2 separate regions of the Arachis hypogaea genome follow, and region 2 is linked to region 1. The links are chromatin contacts, called in public Hi-C maps. All regions are on one chromosome and are shown on one strand. The core of a region is the stretch at or near the end of the contact, and the rest is flanking DNA. Distances in the headings are between cores, read along the strand shown.

Region 1 (4,905 bases), core at 764-3,263:
CTACACACAGCTTCTTCTTCAGGAATGTCCTCTCCATCCTCATTCTCAACTAAACCAGAATAAACACATACACACACAATGTGGTTATTATTCGAATGTCCTAGTAAAGATAACTTGTGCTTGGAGATCTTCGAATTACTAACTTAAATCTTAAGGGTCTCCTGCATTAACTAGTGATCATATGCGTTCTGTTAAAGTGATACAAACATGAAGAAGGAAGTCACCAGTAATGTCAGGTGAAGATTTCATAGATGTTGTGGCAGCGCTACCAGCTAACCGTGGCGTAGTAGGAACTATGCGCAGCATCACACCTACTGATGTGTTCCCATCTTTGTTAAGTGCAGGAACTGACCGCGAACGATGGATCGATGATTGCTGTCCTTTTCTCTGTAAAATGAGGAAAGTATGAACCATTTGGTAACAAAATGTTTAAATCATGGTTATTGAGAGAGCAGCTCATTTCAAAATTGTGATCAAAGCATGCTAACTATGAAAATTCTACAGAAAATTGGATCGCTGCTAACCACATATGTTGTCATATTGGTTGTGTTTCCTCCAATTGGTGTCACGGGTAAAGATGACATCTTCTTCCCTCTAGGTGTGATCAACTTTGTAAGAGATAATGTCCTCGAAATCATAGGCTTTTTCGGCACCTCTGTGGAAGAACCTTCAAGTGCTAGAATGGAAGCCTTTTCAGTGTTCCCTAACTTAAAGCTAAGTTTGGGAATAAGGGCCTTAATATTTGATTTATTTTTTGGTTGTAACTCATTGATACTGGAGAAAGCAGGACTTGTAGAAGGCATGTTAATTCTCAAGAATTCCTCTCTTGCTTCATCAAGATTTCTTGCAGGTATCTCCAACATAAGATTTTGCCTTCTTCCATGTTGTCTACTAGGTAGTTCAGTTATTTCACTTGATTCTACACCCTATACATGAAGAATCATACATAGCCTTTGTTAAGCTTCAGATGCAAATGTCTCTCATACATGTGTTTCAGATGGAGCATTACCAATTCAATTATGAAGATTTACACCAATGACGGTTACCCTTTTTCTCATGGAATGCATATGCCTTATGCATGTGATGTTTTACCACAAAATTATGTCATGAACACAATCTAATTTCATGTAACTTTTAAATATGCCACTGAGTGTATAGGACAGCCATAGAATCCATAATCGTCTTTTGAGTTATTTTTGTCAGCATCAGATTTTTTCAGGTACCATTTTAATAGTTTAAAAATAAAAGTATAGAAGTTTCCAGTAATGTAGTTTTGGAATTTAACCAGCACCAATCAATAGGCATCCAATGAAACAAAAGGAAAACTATACAAGTTTTTCAATAGTGTAGTTTAGGAATCTAATCAGCCTAGTTAGTACTAATAGTTACATGCACTATGAGTATGCTTTGATGCTCATGGATAATTGGAATCTTTTAAGCGTTCAAATTCCAATACTCAGCTACAGCTAAAGTTCCTATTGGTCAGAAACAGGGGGAAGATATGATCAATGACAAAAGGTATCAACCAAGAACAAAACACAGTTCCCCATATGAATTCTATTGGAGATATATAAGTTGCCGAAAGTAGAAACAGTTAGCTGTAAACTTTAAGAAAAATAGAAAAATGAACAAATAAATAAATGAAAATTTACCTTATGAATTGCAGTGTGAGCTACGGTAGCAGTGGTAGTGATACCATCAACTTGTTCTTTGTGCATTGGAAAGTCTTGTTCTTGTTGCTGAGTTGCCATAGCTGAAGTGAAGGAATTCAGTGGAGAACACAAAGAAGCTCAAAGCAACACAACTATTCAAGTATCATATGAACAATGGAAATTCAGACAAGTCTTAGTAATGTGTTTTGAGGGAATGAATGTTGATGCAGATCGTGGAAGTTGGAAAGAGAGAGAGAGATGAAGAGAATATGGAATTAGAAATGGTTGGAGACAAGTGGCAACTAAGATTGAAGCAGACATTTTCAACTTTTTTTTTTTTAATTTCTGGTGTTAAACATTTTAAAGTTTGATGCCTCAAAGTCAAAAAGTTAAAAAAAAAAAAAAGAATCACTCACAATAACTAACTAATTATTATTCCTTCATATCCTTCAAGCATTTTGGCAAGAGAAGTGCTTTAACAACTAACAATTCTTTGTATATTATTATTGTATCGATTTTCTTTGACTCCATTCAATTGTATTTTTGGTGGAATTTGTATTTGAATGTTTTTTAGTTAATTCTTCGTTAAATTACACAAAAACTCCTTACAAATAATAAATTTTTTAAAAAAAGATAATTAAGAAGAGATTTTATTTTTTCCTATAAATTTGTATTTTTTTTATACATGTAGTATATATAATCATTAAATGGAAAGTGACAATTTAAGCTCATTTCTTTTATATTGTAATAAATTGTGTGATATGCTTCGTTATTTTTGTGTAAGTGAGTTTTACGTTGCTATGGACAATTTTCACCTTTTGAAAGACACAAAATGTCAATATTTTTTAATTCTTTAAATACAAAATGATGCCTGCGTTTTGATTAAAAAAATAAAAACAAAGTTTGATTCACAAAATGGCACTGCCCCAATATTTTAATTTTTTCTAATTAAAAAATTTAAAGCGCCGTTGATGTTTTGATATTCGGCATGTTTTTAAAATATAATCTGGTCAAAACACCATTAACGCGTTGCAGAAAAATAAAAAAGTCGACAACATTTTGTAAAAATACCAGCAACATTTTGTGCTAGTAGGAATTAAAAAATATAAAATCAACTATAAAATAAGTGTTGTGTTGTCTTGTGGTGAAACGCAGAAGTGGAGTTGTTCTTCATTTTGAGAGCTTTATTCTGCATTTGAAGTGAAAAATTTTGGAGTTGTTCTTCCTTTTAAGAGTTTTATTCTGTATATGAAGTGAAAAACTTTGAGTGAGTGTGATGAGTATAGAATGGAAGGTTATGTTAGTTTAAAAATATATTACAATGGTCAGATTTTACCTAATATATATGAGGATGTGAGTTTTTTATATGAGAATCTATCTGTTATTATTGTTTAAAAGTGTACTTTTTCAAAATATAGCTCATCAAGTGTTGAAGATAGTGACAAATATTGTATAGGTAGTTTGTGCTAGTATTTGATGGTTTTGTTTAATTTCAAATAATACATGTGGTTGATGAAGCTAGTAAGTAAGAAATATTTTCTACCTACCATTAAACTAGAGAACAAGCCTCATTATTGAGTTGTATGTTGAGTTCGAAAAAATCCATGATGTTGATTTTTCAAAACCCAATATAGATTGGATAGGTTATAATAGTAAAAGCGATGAAGAGTTTGAAGTGTTATGATATGGATGCCCATCGTTAAATTGGCCATGACCCTTTCAACCATTCAATGAAACTTGGGAAGCACAAGTCTTCAAAGAATGAGCGGCATAAGAGCAACTTCAATAGGATATTTTTTGGGTATTAGTTTTGACTTTTACGGTAACTAAACTGATTTGAAATTAAAACTTGCATTGAATACAATCTTTGAAATGATATTAGTATCAGTAAAAAAATATCATATCATTTTAAAGAAAAACTAGTAAAATGTTACCATTTGTATATCTATTAAATCCATTAACCGAACATTGTAATATTGTTATGTAACGTTAAATTGAAATGAAACCAAGTATTGGAGTGATAATTTCACATTGAATTTTAAATTATTTTTTTATAATATATGATTTCACAAATACTTATGCGGTATTGTTTGGGCCCAAAATGAAATAAAATTAAAACCAAACAATGGAGATCCCTAAGATTCTCATGGAAGACTCAAGTTTAATGAAAATAGGAAAAAGGTAAATTTGTACACGTATAAATAGGGTCATAGAGTCATATGGTATGATCCACAACATAATATAAGAAAACATATATTTGTACTCTCAAGAATAACATATGCATGAAAGAGTGAATATATTATTAAGAAACATATGAATTATCTCAATTATATTGAAATACTTATATTAGAGAATATTAATACTAGAGTTTTTTACACTTTTTTATTTTATATCTATTTTTCTTTCCTATTTTTTATTTTACACCACTTTATCAGCATAAAGTTTTGAACAAAATTCAGAAAGACATATCTAATAAATTTATATTATTATGTCAAAATTTTCTCATCTTAAATTTAATACTCTTAATATATATGGAGAGAATTACTTATTATAGATATTAGATACTGAAATTTATCTTGATTTAATGGATCTTGGAGATACCATTAATGCTGACAATAAAGCATTTCAAAAGGATAAAACTAAAGTCATGATCTTTCTTCGTCAATGATGAAGGATTGAAAAACGAATATCTCACATTAAAATATTCTAAATACATATGGAAGAACATTAAAGAAAGGTATAGTCATCAAAAGATAGTGATATTTTCTCATGCCCGATATGAATGGACACATTTGTGTTTACAGGATTTTAAATCCATAAATAAATAGAATTCAGCAATATTTTGAATGACCTCACAAATGAAATTATGTGGGAAAAAGATAATTAATAATAACATAGAAAAAATTTTCTCGACCTTCCATACCTTGAATGTGCTCCTGCAACAGCAGTATTGAGAAAAATAATTTAAAAAATATTTCGATATAATTTCTTACCTTTTTGTTGCTGAATAAAATAATGAATTGCTCTTAAGAAATTATGAAGCGTTCTCAGCTGGGACTGCCCCATTTTTGAAGCAAATACGATAAATCATAATCGTAGAAGAGGTAAATAATAAAACTTTGGTAAGAAGAAAAATTTTCCAAGAAGCAATTTCACTAGATGTGGGATAAATATTTTCGTTGTAGTGGAAAAGGCCATTGGTCACATACCTGTCGTACCCTAAGGCACTTAATTGATCTTTATCAAGAATTTT
Region 2 (4,905 bases), core at 1,584-4,083, 510 kb after region 1:
AAAAAAACAGTCTCATTCAAAAAAAGGGAGGGCCTAGAATGCTCCCAGAAATGGATTTATTCTACTGTCAATTATGCAGAAATTTTGTCTAGACTTTTTCAGCAATCTTACATACCATATTCCATACTTAAACCTATAACCTTTCCAAAATCATACTTCTAACCTTTCTTCAGTTATTCAAAAATGCTTCCATAGCCAACACAGCCTAAGAACTCAAATTCAATGAATTCCACAATTTCAAGTACTTTATCATAATCAAACTTCCACTTTTCAGCATTATATCAAACATAACAATTCATATATTCTAACCATCATTCAAACACACACTAGAGCTATATTCAACATCAAAAAAGCATATGATAGTCCATCAATTCTCATAATAGGCACAACCACAAGAATAACAATCTAACTATCCTACCCCTTACTTGTTGGTATCGAAAATCGAGGGGCTTTACTCTTAAGTTCACTTGCTCGGCTACAACACCTAATGCATTATAATTTAATTTCATTTATCATCATCATTTTGGCCTTGAAGCCGAACCTATGATCACAAAAAAGGAAAAGATAAAATACTCACCTCCTCAAGCTAGATGGTTCGGTGGTTCAGGAAAATTAAGAAAAATTCCCCTGAGCTTCACAAACTGGAAGGAAGAACAAGCTTGGACTACTTGATGATGATAAAAACCAAATTGAATAGAGGGGAAAGAATCGAAGCTAACTTACCTAATGAGGGGTTCCAAGTCAGCAAAGGTTGATGCAGGAAGATGAGAGTTATGTCCTCAAACTCCTATGAAAATTGAAGGGTTGAAGAAGGTTGCATGCTAGCCGTGTTCTTCTGTTGGGTCACTATTGGTCTTCTCTCTTTTTCCTTCTTTGAATTAGGTGATATACTTTGTAAGTGTTTAAATGAGTGAAGGTGGGATAGGTGTAAGTTTCATATGTGTTTCGTGGCTCAAGGAGAGGGATGAAGTAATACATATGTTTAAGAGCAGTGACTAAGCATTCACTAGGTTAGTTGGTTAGTTGACCATGAGGTGTAATCATGGTTTTGGGGGGAGGGAAGGAGGTGCTGTCTGTGGAAATCAAAAGAAAAGAAAAACTAATATTGTTGTCTCTAATCATGGCTAAACTATAATTGGGTTAGGTAAGCTAATGGTTTAGTTGATCTTAGGGTTTTACATAAGGATGACTAAAGCTTTGATTGAATTTATCTTATGGCAAAAGTATTTTGGGTTAAGAATAGAAATTGTGATCGTGTACTAATTGTTAATTGATGATGCATCTAGGGTTGTTCCTCTGCTAATTTATTATTCAGTGAACTTAATAAATTAACAAAATAAAGAAAATTTGATTATAGCGGTAATTAATTAATTACACAAAACTTGTTGTTTGGAAAAGCTAAAAAGTTTTAGCGCCATGGGTTATAATTCTAACTTACTACCTATGTCATATATATACCTAAACCTATGCGTGTCGGTGAACGTCATAAGAAATGAGAAATCTAAGGTCTTATGGGGTAGGGTGGTTACATAGTGGACGATGATGAATCTATATTTGTCTCCTATATCCACCGAATTTTGAAGAAGCTATTATAAATAGAAGCTTCTTTAATGGATAAAGTAATGACAACAAAGTCAAAAAGAGTAGAGTTTGATATATGTTCTAAAATCAGATATGGAGAAAAATGAAAGTGCATATCAGAGAGACCTAGAAGAAGATTGAGAGCAGATATCGTGGCTAATAAACATGTGATGGATAAGAGAACGAAGGCGAATAGCTCTAGAAATAGGAAGAGATCCGCAAAAGAGAAATCAGCAAAAAGAGAAGTTAGACGAGTGCTCACCAGAGAGAAAAAAGAGACTAGTTTTGTGCGAGACCTTAGTAGCGAAAATGAAGAGGTAGAGTCTGAAGATGAAGCTATCAAAACTTGGAGAGTGGGAACTCAATTAAAGTTGACCTGCAGCAATGATGAAACAGAAGTAGCATATCTCATAAAGGAACTAGCTAAAACTAAGAAGATAGATGAGATTTCCATCATAACAAGAATAAGAAAGAGAATAATGGCGAACCGTAAGCAGTAAAGGTGACATCTTTCAAGGACTTTTCTCTCATGTAAAAAGAAGAGATCTTACATAGTAAAATTTTTTATAGGTGGTATCAGATTGCTTAGTTGATATTTTGTAGTGTTTTACTTAGCTATTGCGGCTAATAAGGGTGTAGGAATCTTTAGTAATTTATGTTTAGGGTTATTTGTATATTTGATTGTTTGTTATTTTTTGGATTTGAGTTGTTGTGAACTTCTGTTTGTCGTTTTGTTAGCACGGAATGCTAACATTTTCTTCTTGTTCGGGTCGAGAATCTTACCAACCATAAAAAAAAAAATCATATACTTTAAGGACACATGTTAATATTACAAAATAAGATAATTTTCATTAAAAATATAAAAAATTTAAATTTTTAATATATTTATTTTGTATTCGTTAAATAAAAATATTTAAATTTTTTTACTAGTGGTAAGCTTATCATGTACTTTTAGAATATATATTAGCTAAATCTAAAATTTTTAAATTTGTAATCTTAACATATGTCCTTAAAATAATAATAATAATAATAATACGCCATTGAAAAGATGATCCATATGCCTAATCCAATATCATTAATATTAATATTAGTTTGACTTTCAGAATTTAACTAATGAATGTCCTAAAGTATTTTCAAAGTGAAAGATATAAAAAAAAAAAAGTGATTTTAAGATGTTTATTATATAAAACAATATTTTAAAAAAAAATCAAAATTTCTTTTATATAAGTTACTTGAGTCCAGCAAAAGTCTAATTTTAAATCCGCAGTACTAGAGGAATAGTTTTGGAAGAAGCATCCAAAACAAGGTTTGGTTGCAACGAGCAAGCATTAATTGTTTGCTTAGAAAAATGGAAATTTTAGCTGTGGAAACTGGAAAACTCCGTTGGTCAACGAAATATGAATGATGTATGTATGAATGCTCAACGCTCCAGACAGCTAAGGTTCCACCACTATACGATAATTAGAGAGTGCCGTGTTTCCTTTCTTGTTTTTCTATTATTAGTTTATTACGGACAAAAAATGAGACTACTCTAGTTACCAATATTACTCTTTCAAACATGTTTCCTTCTCACAACACTTATTTTCTCCAAATTAAAATCTTCAATAATCTAACACCAAAACCCGAGATCCTCGGAAGTTGTTCTACTTCTCTGGCGAGATGAAGATTATTCATTCATGTTTTTCTACTTGTTTCTCTGTCAAAGAAGAAACCAAACAAGGTACTATTATCATTATGTATACTTTGTAATTAACCACGTGATTATTAATGTGTTCTTTTATTCCTCTTCTCTTTAATTTCCACGTCTGAATTTCATCCAATTATAGTTGGTTTATTTGTGTGGTTCACCAAACAGAAGAAGAGCGGAATAAGGAAGACGAGAGTGATGAAAGCTTTCGGGTCTTCACTTACAGGGAATTGGCATCAGCCACCCGTGGTTTTCATCCCTCTCACAAAATTGGAGAAGGAGGATTTGGTTCTGTCTACAAGGTTATAACTTATAAACCTCTCACTCTTTTAGTTATGGAACAAATAGACAAAAATATACCAGAGTTTAAGTACACACTAAAATTTATAAATATTAAAATAAATATATAAAATTTATTTTGATGAACAAAAATATACTTCCGAACCAATTACAAATCCACTGACGACATAATATTTTACATGTATTTTGAATTTTGTTTATATCGTACTCTTTTATATGTACTTTTGTGTATTTAATGTCACGTGGAATGGCATGAAATTATGTGTGAGGTGGATCTAGGGGATTGATTGGTTTGTTGTGAAGGGGGGGCTCCGGGATGGGACATTGGTGGCAGTGAAAGTGCTTTCCATAGAGATGGAGTCCATGCGAGGAGAGAGGGAGTTTGTGGCTGAATTGGCTACGCTTGCAAATATCAAGCACCAAAATTTGGTGATTCTTAGAGGGTGCTGTGTAGAAGGAGCAAAAAGATATCTAGTCTATGATTACATGGAGAACAACAACCTTCACCACACTTTCTTAGGTACTTTAACCTAATTTATTGAATTAGAGCTTGTAACGAAGAAAGCCTTGAAATTGTTATTATTATTATTTATAGGTTCGGAGGAAAGTAGGATGAGATTCAATTGGGAAGCAAGGAAGGAAGTGTCCATAGGTGTGGCCTCTGTTCTTGCGTTTCTTCATGAGGAACTTAAGCCTCATATTCTGCATAGAGATATCAAATCAAGCAACATCCTTCTTGATCGAGATTTCACACCAAAGGTCTCGGATTTTGGTCTCGCAAAGCTACTAAGAGATGACAAGTCTTATATCAGCACTCGAGTTGCTGGGACATTGTGAGTGCTACTCATATATATATGTTGATTAAGATGAATATATGTACAAACTAGGAAAGCTATATTTGATCCTTTTGGGTTTTCTCTCAAATCATTTGGCACAGGGGTTATCTTGCTCCAGAGTATGCTAGTTCCGGACAAGTGTCGCGAAAATCAGATGTTTACAGCTTTGGAGTGCTACTCTTAGAAATTATTAGTGGAAGACCCGTGGTTGGTGCTTATGAAGACATGGAACGTTTCATAGTAGAGAAGGTATGAAAGTTGTAACATTTCACCATTTACACATCTTTGGACATAATTAGGATTAGGAACGTAAATAACTTGTCATGTTATAAAAAGGATAAATTACTTAATTTGTCCTGACGTTTTCGATCTGTTTTAAATTTATCACTAGACATTAACTTCATCTAAAATATTAGAACAAAATTAAAAACGTTTTAAACATGTATGTGTTTTAGGCTTGGGCAGCATATGGAGAGAATGATCTATTAAAAATGGTTGATC

The links. Hi-C and Micro-C count contacts between places; a contact is called where the count stands out from the background.
Region 2: a Hi-C map of an unstated tissue shows a contact between it and region 1, with 4 times the contacts expected there. The contact joins the promoter of LOC112759177 here to the promoter of LOC112759156 in region 1. A contact is called at or near these places in 3 of 8 Hi-C or Micro-C datasets (leaf and an unstated tissue).

The regions. Positions count from the first base shown.
Region 1 is chr16:40,394,131-40,399,035 of arahy.Tifrunner.gnm2.J5K5, forward strand. It overlaps LOC112759156, which reads right to left and starts at 2,014. Exons shown (of 8, transcript XM_025807977.3): 1 at 1,653-2,014; 2 at 525-926; 3 at 225-387; 4 at 1-49. The coding sequence starts at 1,751.
Region 2 is chr16:40,906,869-40,911,773 of arahy.Tifrunner.gnm2.J5K5, forward strand. LOC112759177 (putative serine/threonine-protein kinase) reads left to right here and starts at 2,834. Exons shown (of 6, transcript XM_072220271.1): 1 at 2,834-3,301; 2 at 3,437-3,570; 3 at 3,872-4,088; 4 at 4,164-4,401; 5 at 4,506-4,653; 6 at 4,860-4,905. The coding sequence starts at 3,241.